Regions from separate parts of the Oryctolagus cuniculus genome. Here region 2 is linked to region 1. Evidence: chromatin contacts called from public Hi-C data. All regions are on one chromosome and are shown on one strand. Each heading gives the region's core, a stretch centred on a gene start, on an enhancer-like site or on the middle of the called end of the contact. The rest is flanking DNA. Distances are from core to core; before and after follow the strand shown. Region 1 overlaps ULK1 (unc-51 like autophagy activating kinase 1). Region 2 holds the start of MMP17 (matrix metallopeptidase 17).

Evidence for each region. Hi-C and Micro-C count contacts between places; a contact is called where the count stands out from the background.
Region 2: a Hi-C map of an unstated tissue shows a contact between it and region 1, with 1.7 times the contacts expected there. The contact joins the promoter of MMP17 here to the enhancer-like site in region 1. A contact is called at or near these places in 2 of 6 Hi-C or Micro-C datasets (ear pinna and an unstated tissue).

The regions. Positions count from the first base shown.
Region 1 is chr21:1,300,011-1,307,943 of mOryCun1.1, forward strand. It overlaps ULK1 (unc-51 like autophagy activating kinase 1), which reads right to left. Exons shown (of 26, transcript XM_051829846.2): 2 at 7,244-7,276; 3 at 6,993-7,029; 4 at 4,543-4,716; 5 at 4,398-4,471; 6 at 3,875-3,976; 7 at 3,211-3,269; 8 at 3,050-3,132; 9 at 2,646-2,696; 10 at 2,248-2,336; 11 at 1,541-1,688; 12 at 649-709; 13 at 401-490; 14 at 1-34. Among named protein-coding and RNA genes, the nearest start is that of ULK1, 13 kb to the right of the region's middle. Within about 2 kb of position 4,546, at least 1 of the 8 cell types and tissues checked has an H3K27ac peak or open chromatin away from gene starts, as enhancers often do. A contact at or near this core is called in ear pinna, where this site is marked.
Region 2 is chr21:1,342,330-1,350,262 of mOryCun1.1, forward strand. MMP17 (matrix metallopeptidase 17) reads right to left here and starts at 4,752. Exons shown (of 10, transcript XM_070066272.1): 1 at 4,509-4,752. The coding sequence starts at 4,670. It overlaps LOC127488405 (a long non-coding RNA gene), which reads left to right and starts at 1,027. Exons shown (of 5, transcript XR_011385293.1): 1 at 1,027-1,625.

The sequences.
Region 1 (7,933 bases), core at 3,296-5,795:
ACCACACCTGGAGCTGGAGAACGGGCCAGCCCGGCTGTGTGGAGAGAGGGGGCACAGGCACAGGGGTACAGCGTGAGCCCAGGCCCGGACACGCCAGGGTGAGTGGAGCGGTGGCCACTTGGGTCCCAGTCACCAGGTAGCTGGCCCTCCACCCTGGGCGCCCAGGCTGCAGCCAGCCACGGCAGGAGTGGGTAGGTCTGTAGGTGGTCCCAGACCCACCCAACCCCAGATCGGGGGCCATCTGTGGAGGCGTGGTGTCCAGGCAGGTAGGAGGGAGGCAGGGCCTCTGGACACACTGTTCCTGGCCTGGCTCTGCCTCATCTTGGTGGTCTCAACTGGGAAGCAACCCAGACACAGGCTCAGAGATTAGCCCACAGCCCATCCCGCTCAGCCTGCTCACCCTGAGGGGCTGGGGGTGCTACTGCATGGGGGGGATGGAGAAGGAGTCCGGCCGTGGCTGTCCAGGCCAGCAGAGGCCACCAGCGAGCTCCTGGGGACGGAAGGGACAGAGAGGGGCGTCTTCAGGCCGAGCACTCAGACCTGGAACATCCCCTGTCCCGAGTGTGGCACCTGTGTCCTTCCCAAACCTCCGACCCCAGCCCCTGAAGATCACCCTCCCTTGCCCTAAACAGAGGGCTAGGGGCTCACCCACTGTACAGCAGGCTGTCCGGCAGGGGCTTGGCACCAGCCGCCTCAGCCACCAGGTCACCTGTGGAAGAAGCGCACGTCTGCCCTGGCCATCTGCTGCACTCCCTGAGCGCCCCACACTTGGGTCCACAGGTCCTCTCCTCAGGTGGGGGGGGACTCCTGGTAGGGAGGCCACTGGCTCACACGTGTCACATGGGGCACACAGCACAGGCGGTAAGGTCCTGGCTACACTGGCCTGCCCCACACAGGGCACCATGTCCCTTCTCTTGTTCACACCCAACAGACTGGCCAACTCCAGGAGGGGTGACCACAGCCCCCCTCTGGTCCCACCCCACTCAGAACACCCAGGTTCCTGCCCCTGAAGTGGCTGCCCTGTGGCCCGGCCCCATCAGGAACCCTCTTCCTCTCTGCCTGAGGCTGGGCTTGGAACTCGCCACCCTCATTGCCACTGCGTAGCCTGTGCACGCCCAGGGGCCGAGCCTTGAGGTCTCGGGTGGCTGGGGACAGACGGAAGGCTCAGAGCACAGGGTCAGGACAGCTGTTGTGGCCCCGGTCACTCTGAGGAGGGCAGGTCCAAACGCACAGCAGTGACCGGGGAGGGCAGATGGGGGCACTGCGGACCGAGCCAGCTGAGCTGAGGGCCAGTCTGTGGGAGCAGCAGGAGCAGGCCCCGCACAGGCCAGAGACCATCTGCTGACCACTGCTGACTCCAGCAGGGTTTGGCCTGAGCAGGCACAGGCAGGCCACACAAAGCTCCTGACTGTCCATAGCAGACACGGGGTCTGCACGGCGCACATGCAACATGCGCACACATGTGTGGGGTCCATCCAACATGCCTGCTGCACCCCCCCCCAAGCACCTGGAGCGTGTCTGCCCCCCGCAGGGCCCTGACCTGGAAACTGGGCGGGGACCATGACGAAGTCGTCTGTGTCGCAGGAGTCCTTGCTGCTGCCCCCTGAGTCGCGCGAGCCATGCAGGAAGCCGGCAGCCGCAGCCGGGGAGGTGAGCGTCTTCTGTAACGGGGGCATCTCCCCCAGGGACTGGGGGTCAGGACGGAGCCAGTGAGTTTGAGGGGTGACTTCTGCCTCTTCTCGGCCTCAGGAAGCCCAGGGCCCAGTGCACTTCCCAGGAAGACGGCCATCTGGCCCTGACCTCACAGGGACGCTCACCTAACCCACGGGATGCCAGTTTGGGGATGGTAGCTTCCTGTCCCCTGGCCATGTCGGCGGCCCTGCCGCACGGCCAGTGCTGCACTAGGCACTCAGGACACCGAGAGTGAGGCCCAGGTCCCAGAAGCAGGTCCAGCCACTGCTCCAGGGCAGCTCTGCCGAGGGCCACACCCCCACATCTCAGCCGTCTCTTAGCTCAGACCCAGGCACAGTGCAGAGACCACGGAGCCTTTCCCAGGCACAGGCCCGTGTACAGACCCCACCCTTCGAGTCACCCCAAGGCGGGCCACTGCTCCCCAGCAGACGAGGGGAGCTGGAGCACAGGTGCCAACGGGGGAGGCCCCAGGAACCAGCCCCTCCCACAGGCAGGCCAGCACCCACGCACACGGAGCGAGCGCTGCCACGAAAGCCAGCGAGCAGGGGGACTCACCGGTGGGGAAGCCAGATGGGAGGTGCAGCTGCTGCTGGAGCTGCTGCCAGACCCTGAGCTTGGGTACGAGGGCACAGGCACGGGCGGGGCTGGGAGGGGGAGCTGCCGTCAGTCTGCAGGCCTTCTCCGACCCCCAGCCCGCCTGTGCGCGGGGCCTGCACTGCCCCGGAGGTTGAGCGTGAGTACCGGATCTGCACCAACCCTCGGCGGCCCCTCCACGTCACTGCCACCACCACGAAACCAGCTGGCAGCTGTCCCCAGGCGGCACAGCCCTCCCCCCACCGCCCCCAGGACACCCCATGGGCTTGGGGCCCACCCTCCCCAGTCCAGCACGTGGCGGGTGGGTCCAGATGCCGAGGCAGGAAGGGTACAGGCCACACGGCCCACACAGGACTCACACTTCTTGACCGAGGCGCTGGCGTCGAGGAAAGGGTGATGGAAGAACTCATCTGCGGAGAAGCAGCGGCGCCTCAGAGGGGCCCCGCCTGGGCGGCAGGGGGCTGGCCGGAGCTCCAGCGGGCTTTGGCACCTGTCTCCATGGCACCCCGCCTCGCCCACCAATGCAGGTGTTCCCAGCGCTGGCCCCACCCAAGCCAGGTTTCAGCCTTGCTGCTGGGAGAAGCCCGGGCACCCCGGACACCAGGGCACCCGGCCCATGGCCCACTGCTCACCCAGTGCCCAGGCTGGGGGCGCAGGTGCATGGGACCAAGCCAGGTGGGCCCCCGCCCAGACAAGCAAGTGCTGCAGACGGCTGAGGCAGAGGGGCGCCTGTCGGCTACGGCCGCCTGGGGCCTGCACTCACCGAAGTCCATGCGCTCTTTATGGTTGCGCTGCAGCAGGGCCAGGAGCAGCTGCCTGAGGGGGGCTGAGGTCTCGCGGGGGATGCTGAGGGATCAGGACAAGGCAGGGCTCAGCAGGGAGCCTGGGAACAGAGCCCTCCACGGGAGCGGGGCGGGTGCTTACGTGGGGACCAGCGTCTTGTTCTTCTCGTAGAACAGGCGGAGGTCCTGGGGGCTGCTGGCCTGGTGGGGAGCACAGCTTCAGCACCCCAGCGGCCCCGGCCCACCTCCCACCACGCTGTAGATGAGCAGGACCATGGTCTGGTCTCCAGCGGCCCTCAGCTGCCACGCTGCCTCCACATCTCCCCTCCCAGCCCCACCCCCGCCACGTAGGGCGGCCAGGTGGGCCAGAGGGAGGCATCACGCCTCCCTGCCACCCAAGGCAGCAGGGGTCTGGCGCCAGTGCTTGGCTGCTTTTCACGACTGATGGGTATCCCGCCCCAGAAAGGAGCCTGGGACAGTGGTGCCTGCTGGAGACCTGGCCAAGAGCCTCGAGGGCTCACATCCAGGACCACAGAGGGCAGTCAGAATGGGCCATGGCCAGTACAGGGCCCCTGCAGGAAGCAGGTCTGGGTCCTCTCGGGCTCAGGGCAATCCCCCCATGCAGGGGGCTAGGGCCACTGGGAAGGGAGGTGGGGGCCAGCAGCCTGTTCCCCCATGTGCACACATGAGGTGGGCTGACCAGTGGGGACTAGGCCCATGGGGGACACTGCCTTGGGGCTGGTCCTGCCCACTTACCCACACCCTCACTGTCCCTAACCAGGACTCCCATCTGTGGTCCCACACACCTGGAAGGGCGCCTTCCCCGTCAGGCACTGGTAAACGATGGTGCCGATACTCCACAGGTCTGCCTTCCCATCGTAGTGCTGGGACATGATCACCTCGGGGGCCTGTGGGTGTGAGAAACAGCTCAGCGCCACAGCCAACAGCAGACACCTCACACACTGACCAAGGAGCAGGTGCCAGCCACACAGCAGCCAATCCGAACAGAGACCCACCAGACTAACCAATCAGAGCAGACATCAGCCAAGCACCAGCCAATCAGAGCAGACACCTGCCAGTCTCCAACCAATTAGAGCAAACGGCAGCCAAGTTACCAGCTAATCAGAGCAGATGCCAGTCATGCCCCACAACGATTAAGACACCTGTTGGCAGCAGCCAATTAGAGCAGGCAACGCTCAAGCACCAGTCAGGCACCCACCCATCAGAGCAGGCGCACAGGAAACAAGTTCAGCCCACACTGCCGGCTGCAGTGAGGCCACAGAAGGGCTCTGCTGTGGCCTCGTGGGCTTGCGTGCCAGGGCCACGTACCATGTACATGGGGGAGCCGCAGAGCGTGGCCGCCATCATGTTGCTCTGGAGGTAGCGCGCGAACCCGAAGTCAGCTGCGGGAGAGACACGGTGAGCAGGCGGGAGCCCAGGCCGGCACGCGCCCGCGCCCGCGCCGGGGCCTCACCGATCTTGACGCGGATGTTGCTGGGGTTGGCGCGGCGCCCTCCGGGGTTGGCCAGCAGGATGTTCTGGGGCTTCAGGTCGCGGTGGATGATGCCTTTGCTGTGCAGCAGCCGCATGGCGCCGGCGATCTGCTGCAGGAACAGCCGGATGGTGTCCTCGCTCAGCGTCCGCATGGCTGCGGGGAGAGGCGGACTCAGGCCTGCCCCACGGGACACCCCAAGTCCAGAGGGGTGTGGCCTGGTCCTCCCAGCCACAGGGACCCACGCCCAGCAGGAAGCAGGCAGACCTTCACCACAAACCAGTCACCATGGGAGACCAAGTGCACCCGTGACCTGCAAGCCGGCAAGGCAGGCCCTCCACCCTGGCCTCCGGCTGTCACCCTCCCCGACATCAGCCCAACTGCCAGTACTCTGTCCGCCAAGGCGTGTCACGGCCGCCCCTGGCTCCAACTAGCCTGCTCTTGCCCATGCAAACACCAGCATGGCCGCGCTGCGAGGGGAGGGGTCCCCAGGGCCCAGGCCCACTGTGGCCTTCAGTGAGAGAAGCCTGGACCCATGAACCTGGGGCAGGGCCAAGGTCACAGCACAGCTATGGGCTCAAGGCAGGGAGCTGCTCGGGCTCGCAGAGGCCACCAGCGGCCAAGCCCTGGGGGCTGCAAGGAAAACACAAGGGCCAGCAGCAGAGACAGGCAGAGAAACTGACATAGGCCCCCCCACGCCACACAGACATGCAGACCCAGTCACACAGCATACAGCACACACACACACATATCTCACAGTCACACACATACAGATATACACATCTCACAGACCCAGTCTCACACACACACACACACACACACACACACCACACAGAGATACAGGGCACACAGACCCAGTCACACAGCATACAGCACACACACATCACATCTTACAGACCCAGTCTCTCTCTCTCTCACACACACACACACCAACACACCACAGAGGCCAACAGCCCCAGAGACACACACTGATCTCCCACTACTATCCGGGCCCACTCCTGGCCTCTTCAGAGTCAGGCTCACCCCAGCCTCAGTTCTGGGTGCCCTACACCTGCCCCAGGTCTCCAGCCCCTCCTCCGGAATAAGGAGGCTTCCACAGCAGAGAGGCAGCCGTGGCACAGGCCCACACACAACACAGGCACAAGAATGGATGCGTGGCCAGCGTTAGCATTAACCTCGATGCCAGCTTGTGGACAAGTGCCCTGGGCCTCCAAGCTCCTCCTCTCCAAGGGCAGGTGGCGCCCACGGCTGGCCTGGGACCAACCTGACACCTGCGCAGCCTGGAGGCAGGCCAGGGACCGCCTGGTCACTGAAGGTCAAGGGCTCAGCAGGCAGCGTGGTAGCCACGGGGGAAGAAAGCACTCAGTGAGCAGGCAGAGCCCAGCATGGTGTAGCCATGTGGGCAGCCAGGTGTGGCTGGCAGCTGAGTGCCCAGGGCCATGGGCCTGAGGGCCAGCAGCCTCACCCTGGCCCCTGGCCCACCCTGCACACCACAGCAAGGAAGAGCTCTCTGCTGGCCGCCTGCACTGCCTCCTCTCCCACTGCCAGCTCTGGAGCCCCACCTGCCCACTGACCTGGATTCCTGATCCCCAACCTGCTGGACTCCCCACCCCTGAGTGGTGCCGGGTCTGCAAATGTGCCCCCCCAATCCACGTGGACTCCTCGTCCTACAGCGATGGACTCAGAGGGGCCCTATGGCAGGCAAACAGGCCGACAGGACCACTGCCTTGTAAGGGCCCGTGGGCACGTGTCTGTCCCTTTAGCCACGTGAGAACACAGCAGCTTCGCACAGGCGCAGGCAGGCAGTCTGTGTTGTTGACAATCAACCTGCTCTGTTCTGTCACTCTGTCCTCCCAGACGCTTGGGCCAAGCCCCTGGAATGATCTCTGACCATGTCTGCACCAGCTCCAACCAGATACCCTCACCACCACCAAGGCCCTGCTGGCACCTCCAGCCTGGACAGTCTGAGCCCCTACCCACAGGGTCCCTGACCTGTCCTTCCTGGCACCTGCCCTTTAGCCTCCCTGCTCTGTGGCTGTGTCCCCTGCGCCCAGCCGGCCACACACTCAACCCCACCACTCAGAAAACTGCAGGCCCACCCCCTGCATGGCTGCCTGCCAGGGCACTCGCTCCCTCCCACGACACCGTCACTTACACATCTGGCTCACGCCAACCCCTGCCCCAAGCTGTGAGAACAGAACCCTGGGCACAGTGCCCTCCCCAGGCAGGTGGGAGCTGCTCCAGAGCCGCTGGTGGGGACGGCTCGTGGACAGCATCACAAGACGTGAAACACCAGGGCCCCCTTCCATCTACCCCAGGGTGCTGGGCGAAGAGAAAGCCCAAGCAAATCACCAGGGGCAGCTGGGGCCAGGCCACCTCCCAAGTGGCACCAGGGTGACCCACAGCCCCCGGCAGCCTCAGGGCCCACTCACTGTGCAGGTAGTCAGCCAGGTCCCCGCCGTTACAGTACTGCAAGAGAGCACACCCCATCAGGAAGTGGCCAGAGGCCCAGGATGGACCTTCCAGCCCTGCCCGGTACCCCCAGGCTCATCCCCAAGTGTGCCCAGCAACCCCGGCGAAGACGCTAACAGTGGGCACTCGTCACCTCCGCAGGCCCTCACCACAGCCCCCCTCTGGTGCCCAGTGCTGTGGACATGCAGCCGTAGGGTCGCAGGATACTCACCTCCATGACCAGGTAGACAGAGTTGGCCATTTCCTGCAGGTCAGAGAAGGGCTGTAAGAGGCGGAAGTGCCTCCGGATCCCGCTGGGCACCACCCAGGGAGTAGACAAAGCCAGGCCACCAGGCTGCCAGCCCATGGTGCTGGGCTTGCCTGCTCAGCAGCCGGGAGGCAGCCCACGTGAGACAGTGGGCTCTGGAGGTGGCGTTGGCTGTGTCTTGTGGCTACTTGGAAAACGGGCTTGAGGGGCAGGAACAGAGACCAACGGGGTGGGCTGGAGCCAGCAGGCCTCGGCAGGGTGGGGCCTCCATCCTAGCCATGACAACTCCTGGCTCGGGTGACCAGCCAGCAGGAAGGGTTCAGGTGTGTGGCAGGCTCGACCCTCAGGCAGTGGGAACTGCTCCGTTCCAGCTCCGGAACCAGAACCCGAACCGGAACAACAGATTACAGAGGCATCCAGCCTCTCTGATAGGCCTCGTGGGGGTCTGGCTATGGTCCCTGGGCCTGAAAGCCCCCAGCGCTGGTGGGCCAGGGCAGCATCCTACCCAGCCCTGGGCTCAAACACAGCTCAGCCCAGGTGGTGCCAAGCACACCCTCATCTGGGAGTCACTGCTTCAGAGTGCCTAGGGATGCCGAGTGGGTGTGGCCTGCGCCCGAGCCAGCTGGAAGCAGGGACTTCCCCGTAGCACATCCC
Region 2 (7,933 bases), core at 3,502-6,001, 43 kb after region 1:
CGCAACCTGCAGGACAAGGGCCAGGCCTGGGTTTCAGGGGCTGCCTGTGACCCTCTAGTCTCCAGGGCTGGGCTTCAAGGTCAAGGCCACTGGTTCCTGCCTGGCCCTGGGAGCACGGAGTTCACAGCACCTGCTGGAGTTGGAGCACAGAATGGGACCAACTCCAGGGCTGGCCTGGTGCCTGTCCCACAGGTCTGGGCTTGGGGAGGAGCTGCACCATCAGTCCCGGACAGGGCAGACCCCTCCCATGCCACCAGCACCACCCAGCCTGGACTCGTGCCCTTCCCCTCCGGGGCCCAGCACACAGGCCTGCGGTGGGACTCGGCCAGAATGGGAGGCTACAATCAGCGCCCCAGCTCGCTAGGGGAACCCCAGGGAGGTGTCTGACAGCAGCACAAGCCCCGACGGGTTCAGGGGACATTAGCAGCTGCAGGCCACAGAGGGGGGCCAGCTGCCTTGCTGGGCCTTCAAGTCCACGAGGTGCCCCAGCCCAGCCGGCTCCTTCCCGTTCTCCCAGACCCTGCTGGGAGGAGCAATCGCCCCGGCTGAGCCTCCAGGAGGGAGGCAGGCTCCCGAAGTCCAGGGCGTGTGGTCACGGCCCCGTAGCAGATCCATTTGGAAATGTCAAACAGGGCTAATGGGCTGGCGAGGCGGGAGCGTCAGCCAGCGGGAGAAGCCGGGCCCGGAGGAACGAAGGTTGCACAGAAGCCAGCGTAGCCAGCACCTGCCGGGCCCACCCCCAGCACCCCACCCTCACCACCGGGGTGGACGAGCCCCTCCCTCCACCACCGTGGGGCCTGGGGCAGGAAGACCCCCCGGGGACACAGACCCCCCCTCCTTCCAGGTGTCCCCATCCTCACCCCAATACCTACCCCAATCCCTGCTGCTGCGGATGGCAGCAGACCGGGGACCCAGTCCTCCTCTGCCTGCTTCCTACCCACCCACCCTTGGGCCCCCCCCCCGCTGTCGCCACGGAGACCGCTGTCTCCAGGGCAACGGAGGCTGTGGAAGGCGGAGCTGCAGCAGCGCTGGGGTGAACCTTCCAGAAGGCCACTGGGGAGGGGGTGGGCACAGAGCCCCAGCCCCGCAGCAGCCTCCCCAGGCTGGTGGCAGTCCCCACAGCTGCCCTCCTGCTCCTCCCGAGGACGGTCGGGGACCTGAGCAGAGGCAGAGCCTGCCACACACAGACAAGCGGCGCCCGCAGCCCACCCCAGCCCTGGAAAGTTTGTCACCCTTTGCCACAACGTGCGTCTTCCTGCGGCTCTCCCCAGGCAGGGCGCTGTGGAATCCCTGAGGAAGATTTTCAGTCCTGCAGAGTGCGGTCAGCCACCCGCCCTGACCCAGCGAGCTGTGGCTGAGCTGACGGCCCACCTCTCACTCCTGGGGCCCGGTGCCAGCAGCCCCATCTCACAGACAGGAAAACCGAGGCTCAGAGACTACAGCGGGGCAGGGGCTGCATCTGCACTCTCGCAGCCCTGGCCAAGAGGAGGTCAGCGGGCAGGCAGGACGTCCCGCCTTCCCTGGGCCCTGCTAATGACCTCACTGCAGAGGCCTCGGCCACTCCTCGCACACTCAAGCCCCTCTCACCCCCAGGTGGGCAGTGTTACCTTGACCTCCACTCACAGGTAAGGAACTGAAGCCCAAAGAGTTGGGTACCCTGCCTGTGTCACACAGCACGCGGTCAGGGCCAGAGCTGTGGTCCGGCTCCAGCACCTGTGTCTGACCCACTCAGCCCCTCCAGGGGGCAGAGGAAGGGTGCTGGGTGCCCTGCACCCACCTTCCCCTGGGGGAGACTCCCGGACGCCTCTCAGGGTCCCCCTGCCGGTCCTGAGCACTCCCTGTGCTGGGAGCTGGACCCGTCCAGCCATTCGTTTGGCAGTGGACAGTGCTCAGCGAAGACAAATGACAAACGGTGACCAAGCAAATACGTGGGTCCTGGACGGTCACTGTGTGAGGAAAGATGCCCACAGTTGGGCAACCCCAACAGCTCCAGTTAAGGCCCCTCCCACGCCCTGCCCGACTCGGTGCTTGGCAGGTGCAGTGAGTAACTGGGAAGTTAACCTATGGCGCAGGCACTGTGCACAGGAGGAAACAGGCTGGGACGCTGACCCACAGTCCATGGCCAGCAGGAACAGCTGTGTCAGGATCCCCGGCTCACAGGGTCCAGGGCCTACCCCGTACCCGCTAGGCTGTGGGGGGTGCTGATCAAGCGAGCGCTCGGAGCATCTTGGGCAGGGGCGGGCAGACACAGGAAGAGAAGCAGCACAAAGAACAGCGAGTGCAAGGGCCGGGAGGCAGGAGCAGCCTGGGATGCCCAGGCAACAGGAAGAAGCCGGTGACCTGGCGCACGGGTGGGGGTGGGAGAAGCAGGCATCCAGGTGGTGTGGACCCTGGGGCCAGGAAAGGAGCAGGCCCTGCCCAGACCCCCTGTGCCCCACCACTGCCAGGGAGGGTGGTCAGCAGGCTCGCAGTGCGTGTGGGCAGTGTGCCCGGCACACACCCCACACCCACACCCACGGCCCCCAGTCGAGTCTTACGGGAAGCTGAGATCCACCATCCACAGACAGGCATCCCCAGAGCACCCCTGGAAACCCCCAGGGAGGCCCCATGGTGGGCAGCACCCTGCTTTGCCGAGACCCCCCAAACCCCTCCGCACCAGCCCGGCACGAGCCTCAGGAGTACGGCCCAGCAAGCCGCGCCAGCCTCTTCTCAGGGCTCCGTGCTCCACCCGGGGGACCGAGCCCTGGCACTCAGACCTGCTGCCTGGGGTCGGGGGCAGGACACTTCTGAAGCCACCAGGACAGCCATGGAGGGACCACGGAGCCAGGGACTCGCGGACACTCAGTTTCAGTCCAGGGCTCGCGGCTGATTTCCTCAGGGGGTGCACGGGGGCTCAGCTTTGCCTGGGTGCTGTTCCTGAGGGCTGAAGGACCCACAGGCGGCCACGGAGGACAGGATGAGGAGGCTGACCCGGGAGGGGGCCACCAGGCGCCCTCAGGTGCTCCAGCCACCACTCTCTGGCCCCGCGCACGCCCTCGGGCCTCCAAGGCCACCCCTGCACGGCCAGCCCGATCTCACCTCTGGGTGGGGGTCGTAGGAGCCCTGGCGCCTGCCCAGATGGCGTTGCTGGGAACTTTAGAAAACGGCTCACCCCCATGTCACCAGCACCTGCCCCGGGGGTCCCATCCAGACCCGGATCCCTCACGCTCGCTGCCCGGCTGTGACCAGGGCTCCTGGTCCCCATGCTATTGGGAACGACCCTCCGTCCTCGCCTGGGCCAGGCCCCATGAGGTGGCCGCTGGGCAGTGGAGTGCGACGTGGTGACCGGGAGACCAGGCGGCTCCAGCTTCGGGTGGATGTGGCCAGGACAGAAGCTTGGGAGAGCACAGACAGTGGGCAGCCGGCACCATCTGCGTGGGAACAGGGACCCCATACGCCCTCCTCCTGCTGTGCACGCCCGGGAGGCGCTCAGGGCCAAGAGGGGAGGCAGCCCCTTTCGGACCCCTTCCAACTCAGGCACCGCCGGCTCAGCAAACTGGAGGCCGGCGGCTCAAGGCCCAGCGAGGGGCTTTGTCCAGCGCCTCCTGGAAGCCCCCCACCCCCCCACCCCTCCAGGCGGGAGGCCTCAATCCAGGCTTTGTGCGCGGCTCCCGGGGTGGGCTGCTACCCGCAGAGGCCGGGCCGCACTCACAAAGGGGCCCTTCTCCTCCCGGGCCGGCCGGAGGCAGCGGCCCCAGGGCAGCGGGGCGGGGCGCACGGGAGCCCTCGCCCCGGTCTCGGGACCCTGCTTGCCGCTCGCGCGCGCTCCCGACGGCCGGCAGAGGGCGCCCGGCACCGCCGCTCGGGAGCAGCGGCCGCTGAGCCGCCGTCCCGGGGCCCGCGGGCGGCTGCACCTCGCCGCACGCCCGGGCCGAGGGAGGGGTGGCCGGGGCGCCCGAGGCCGGCGGGGCGCGGGTCTGCGCCGGCCCCTCTCCCGCGGAGGGCGGGCGGGCGGCGAGGAAGTTCCCGCGCGCCGCGGCTCAGCAGCCCACTCGGCTGGCGGGGGCTCCGGCTGGGGTGACCCGGGTTCCGCGCCACAGACGGCCCGATGTAGGGGCCCCCAGGTGCCGGCGTGCGGTGCCCTCCGGACCCTGCGGGCCAAGCCACGCGGACACGGGGTCCACGAAGCCACCGCGGCGCCCGCTCCGAGCTCCCGGCTGCGACCTGGATTCGGCGCCCCCCGGTGCAGAGCCCGAGACCACCACGTCTGAGCCCAGCCTCGGGGCCGCCGCCCGCGCAGCCAGCGGCGCGTGGGAAGGGCCCAGGGCTGGACCGAGCGGGTCCGGGGGGCGGCGGAGCTCGGCGGCACCGGGAGAGGCGCCCCCGCGCGCAGCCCGCTCAGGCTGTGCCCACGCGGGACCCGCGGGCGACGGCCACCCGGCACGAGACCGCCCCGCGCGCGCTTCGGCGGCCCAGCCCGGGGCACGGGCGCAGGACCAGGGCCCGCCGCGCTCCCGCCGCGCACTCACCGCTCCCAGGCTGAGGTCCTCCGCGCGGGGCGCGGGCGCCGAGCGGCCGCCGCGGCCTCCCAGCAGCAGCAGCAGCAGCGGCAGCAGCGGCAGCAGCGGCGGCGGCGGCGGCGGCAGCAACGGCGCGGGCGGGCCGGGACCGCGGGCGGCGCGGCGCCCCATCCCGCTCGAGGGCCCCGGCTGCGGGAGAGGCTGCGCGCCCGACCCCCGCTCCGCGCCCGCGCCCCGCGCCCGGCTCTCAGCACCCCGCGCGACTGGCCCGCCCTGGGGCGGAGCCAGGCTAATATATGCTAAGATATGCTAATGCAAGGCGCGCCCGCCGCCTCCTTAAAGGGACCACGCCGGGGACGCGGGAATCCCCGCCCGGCAGCCCCTCCGCGGCCTGCGGGACTCGGCAGAGCAGGAAGCGGACGGGTGTGTGAGGGTCTCCACCCGGGCGGGGGCTGTGGCCGCGGTTATCCCGGACCCCGCCGCGGCCGCCGCAGCGCGCCAGGCAGACGCTGGATGGAGCCCGCGCACCGCGGGAGAGGGCGGGGCCGGGGCGGGGGCTGAAGATGGGGTCTGCGGGGTCGGGGTCTGCGCAGGGTCGGGGTCTGAGGGGGGATGGGGTCTGAGGGGGTCGGGGTCTGAGGGAAAGAGAGGATACGAGGAGGGGTCTGAGGAGGAGTCAGGGGGGTCAGGGTCCGAGGAGCCCTCGAGGTCTGAGAAGAGGATGGGGTCTGAGGGGGTCGGGGTCTGAGGGGGGATGGGGTCTGAGGGGGGTTGGGGTCTGAGGGGGTCGGGGTCTGAGGGGGGATGGGGTCTGAGGGGGTTGGGGTCTGAGGGGGTCGGGGTCTGAGGGGGGATGGGGTCTGAGGGGGTCGGGGTCTGAGGGGGTCGGGGTCTGAGGGGGTTGGGGTCTGAGGGGGTCGGGGTCTGAGGGGGGATGGGGTCTGAGGGGGTCGGGGTCTGAGGGGGGATGGGGTCTGAGGGGGGATGGGGTCTGAGGGGGTTGGGGTCTGAGGGGGTTGGGGTCTGAGGGGGTCGGGGTCTGAGGGGGGATGGGGTCTGAGGGGGTTGGGGTCTGAGGGGGTCGGGGTCTGAGGGGGTTGCGGTCTGAGGGGGGTTGCGGTCTGAGGGGGGATGGGGTCTGAGGGGGTCGGGGTCTGAGGGGGGATGGGGTCTGAGGGGGTTGGGGTCTGAGGGGGTCGGGGTCTGAGGGGGTTGGGGTCTGAGGGGATGGGGTCTGAGGGGGTCGGGGTCTGAGGGGGGTTGGGGTCTGAGGGGGTCGGGGTCTGAGGGGGTTGGGGTCTGAGGGGGTTGGGGTCTGAGGGGGTCGGGGTCTGAGGGGGTTGCGGTCTGAGGGGGGTTGCGGTCTGAGGGGGTCGGGGTCTGAGGGGGTCGGGGTCTGAGGGGGGATGGGGTCTGAGGGGGTCGGGGTCTGAGGGGGATGGGGTCTAAGGGGGGATGGGGTCTGAGGGGGTCGGGGTCTGAGGGGGTCGGGGTCTGAGGGGGTCGGGGTGTGAGGGGGTCGGGGTCTGAGGGGGTCGGGGTCTGAGGGGGTCGGGGTCTGAGGGGGGTTGGGGTCTGAGGGGGTCGGGGTCTGAGGGGGGATGGGGTCTGAGGGGGTTGGGGTCTGAGGGGGTCGGGGTCTGAGGGGGTCGGGGTCTGAGGGGGGTTGGGGTCTGAGGGGGATGGGGTGTGAGGGGGGTTGGGGTCTGAGGAGGGGATGGGGTCTGAGGGGGTCGGGGTCTGAAGGGGTCGGGGTCTGAGGGGGTCGGGGTCTGAGGGGGGTTGGGGTCTGAGGGGGTCGGGGTCTGAGGGGGGATGGGGTCTGAGGGGGTCGGGGTCTGAGGGGGTCGGGGTCTGAAGGGGTCGGGGTCTGAGGGGGATGGGGTCTAAGGGGGGATGGGGTCTGAGGGGGTCGGGGTCTGAGGGGGTCGGGGTGTGAGGGGGTCGGGGTCTGAGGGGGTTGGAGTCTGAGGGGATGGGGTCTGAGGGGGGTCGGGGTCTGAGGGGGGTTGGGGTCTGAGGGGGTCGGGGTCTGAGGGGGTCGGGGTCTGAGGGGGGTTGGGGTCTGAGGGGGATGGGGTGTGAGGGGGGATGGGGTCTGAGGGGGTTGGGGTCTGAGGAGGGGATGGGGTCTGAGGGGGTCGGGGTCTGAGGGGGTCGGGGTCTGAGGGGGGTCGGGGTCTGAGGGGGTTGGGGTCTGAGGGGGGTTGGGGTCTGAGGGGGGATGGGGTCTGAGGGGGTTGGGGTCTGAGGGGGTTGGGGTCTGAGGGGGGTTGGGGTCTGAGGAGGGGATGGGGTCTGAGGGGGATGGGGTGTGAGGGGGGATGGGGTCTGAGGGGGTCGGGGTCTGAGGGGATCGGGGTCTGAGGGGGTCGGGGTCTGAGGGGGTCGGGGTCTGAGGGGGGATGGGGTCTGAGGGGGTCGGGGTCTGAGGAGGGTTGGGGTCTGAGGAGGGGATGGGGTCTGAGGGGGTTGGGGTCTGAGGGGGTCGGGGTCTGAGGGGGGTCGGGGTCTGAGGGGGTCGGGGTCTGAGGGGGGTTGGAGTCTGAGGGGGGATGGGATCTGAGGGGGTCGGGGTCTGAGGGGAGATGGGGTCTGAGGGGGTCGGGGTCTGAGGGGGTTGGGGTCTGAGGGGGTCGAGGTCTGAGGGGGTCGGGGTCTGAGGGGGTCGGGGTCTGAGGGGGGATGGGGTCTGAGGGGGTCGGGGTCTGAGGGGGTCGGGGTCTGAGGGGAGATGGGGTCTGAGGGGGTCGGGGTCTGAGGGGGTTGAGGTCTGAGGGGGTTGGAGTCTGAGGGGGTTGGGGTCTGAGGGGATGGGGTCTGAGGGGATCGGGGTCTGAGGGGGGATGGGGTCTGAGGGGGTTGGGGTCTGAGGGGGTCGGGGTCTGAGGGGGTCGGGGTCTGAGGGGGTTGGGGTCTGAGGGGGTCGAGGTCTGAGGGGGTTGGGGTCTGAGGAGGGGATGGGGTCTGAGGGGGTTGGGGTCTGAGGGGGTTGGAGACTGAGGGGGTCGAGGTCTGAGGGGAGATGGGGTCTGAGGGGGTTGGGGTCTGACGGGGTTGGGGTCTGAGGGGGGATGGGGTCAGAAGGGCGTTCCCCTCTGAGGAGAGGATGAGTTTGGCGGCGAGTCTGAGCAAGGGAGCTGAGGAGAGGGCTCAGACTGGGGCTCAGAGTGGGGGGCTGGGATGGTTGAGGGAGGCCTGAGTTGCAGAAACCTGGGTGGGGGTCATTTGGGGAGACGGAGATGGGAGCCTGGAAGCCAAGCAGTGTGGCTCCACCGGAGGTCTGTGGTCGCGGCAGGTGGGGGGGGCAAGCACCAACGGGGCTGCGTTTGGGAGGGGGGCTAGGCGTGTACCCCACCATGCTCAGCACCTTACATGCCACAGGACTTCAGAAAGTTTAAGGAAAATGTGTATTGTGAAATCTGCAACTATGC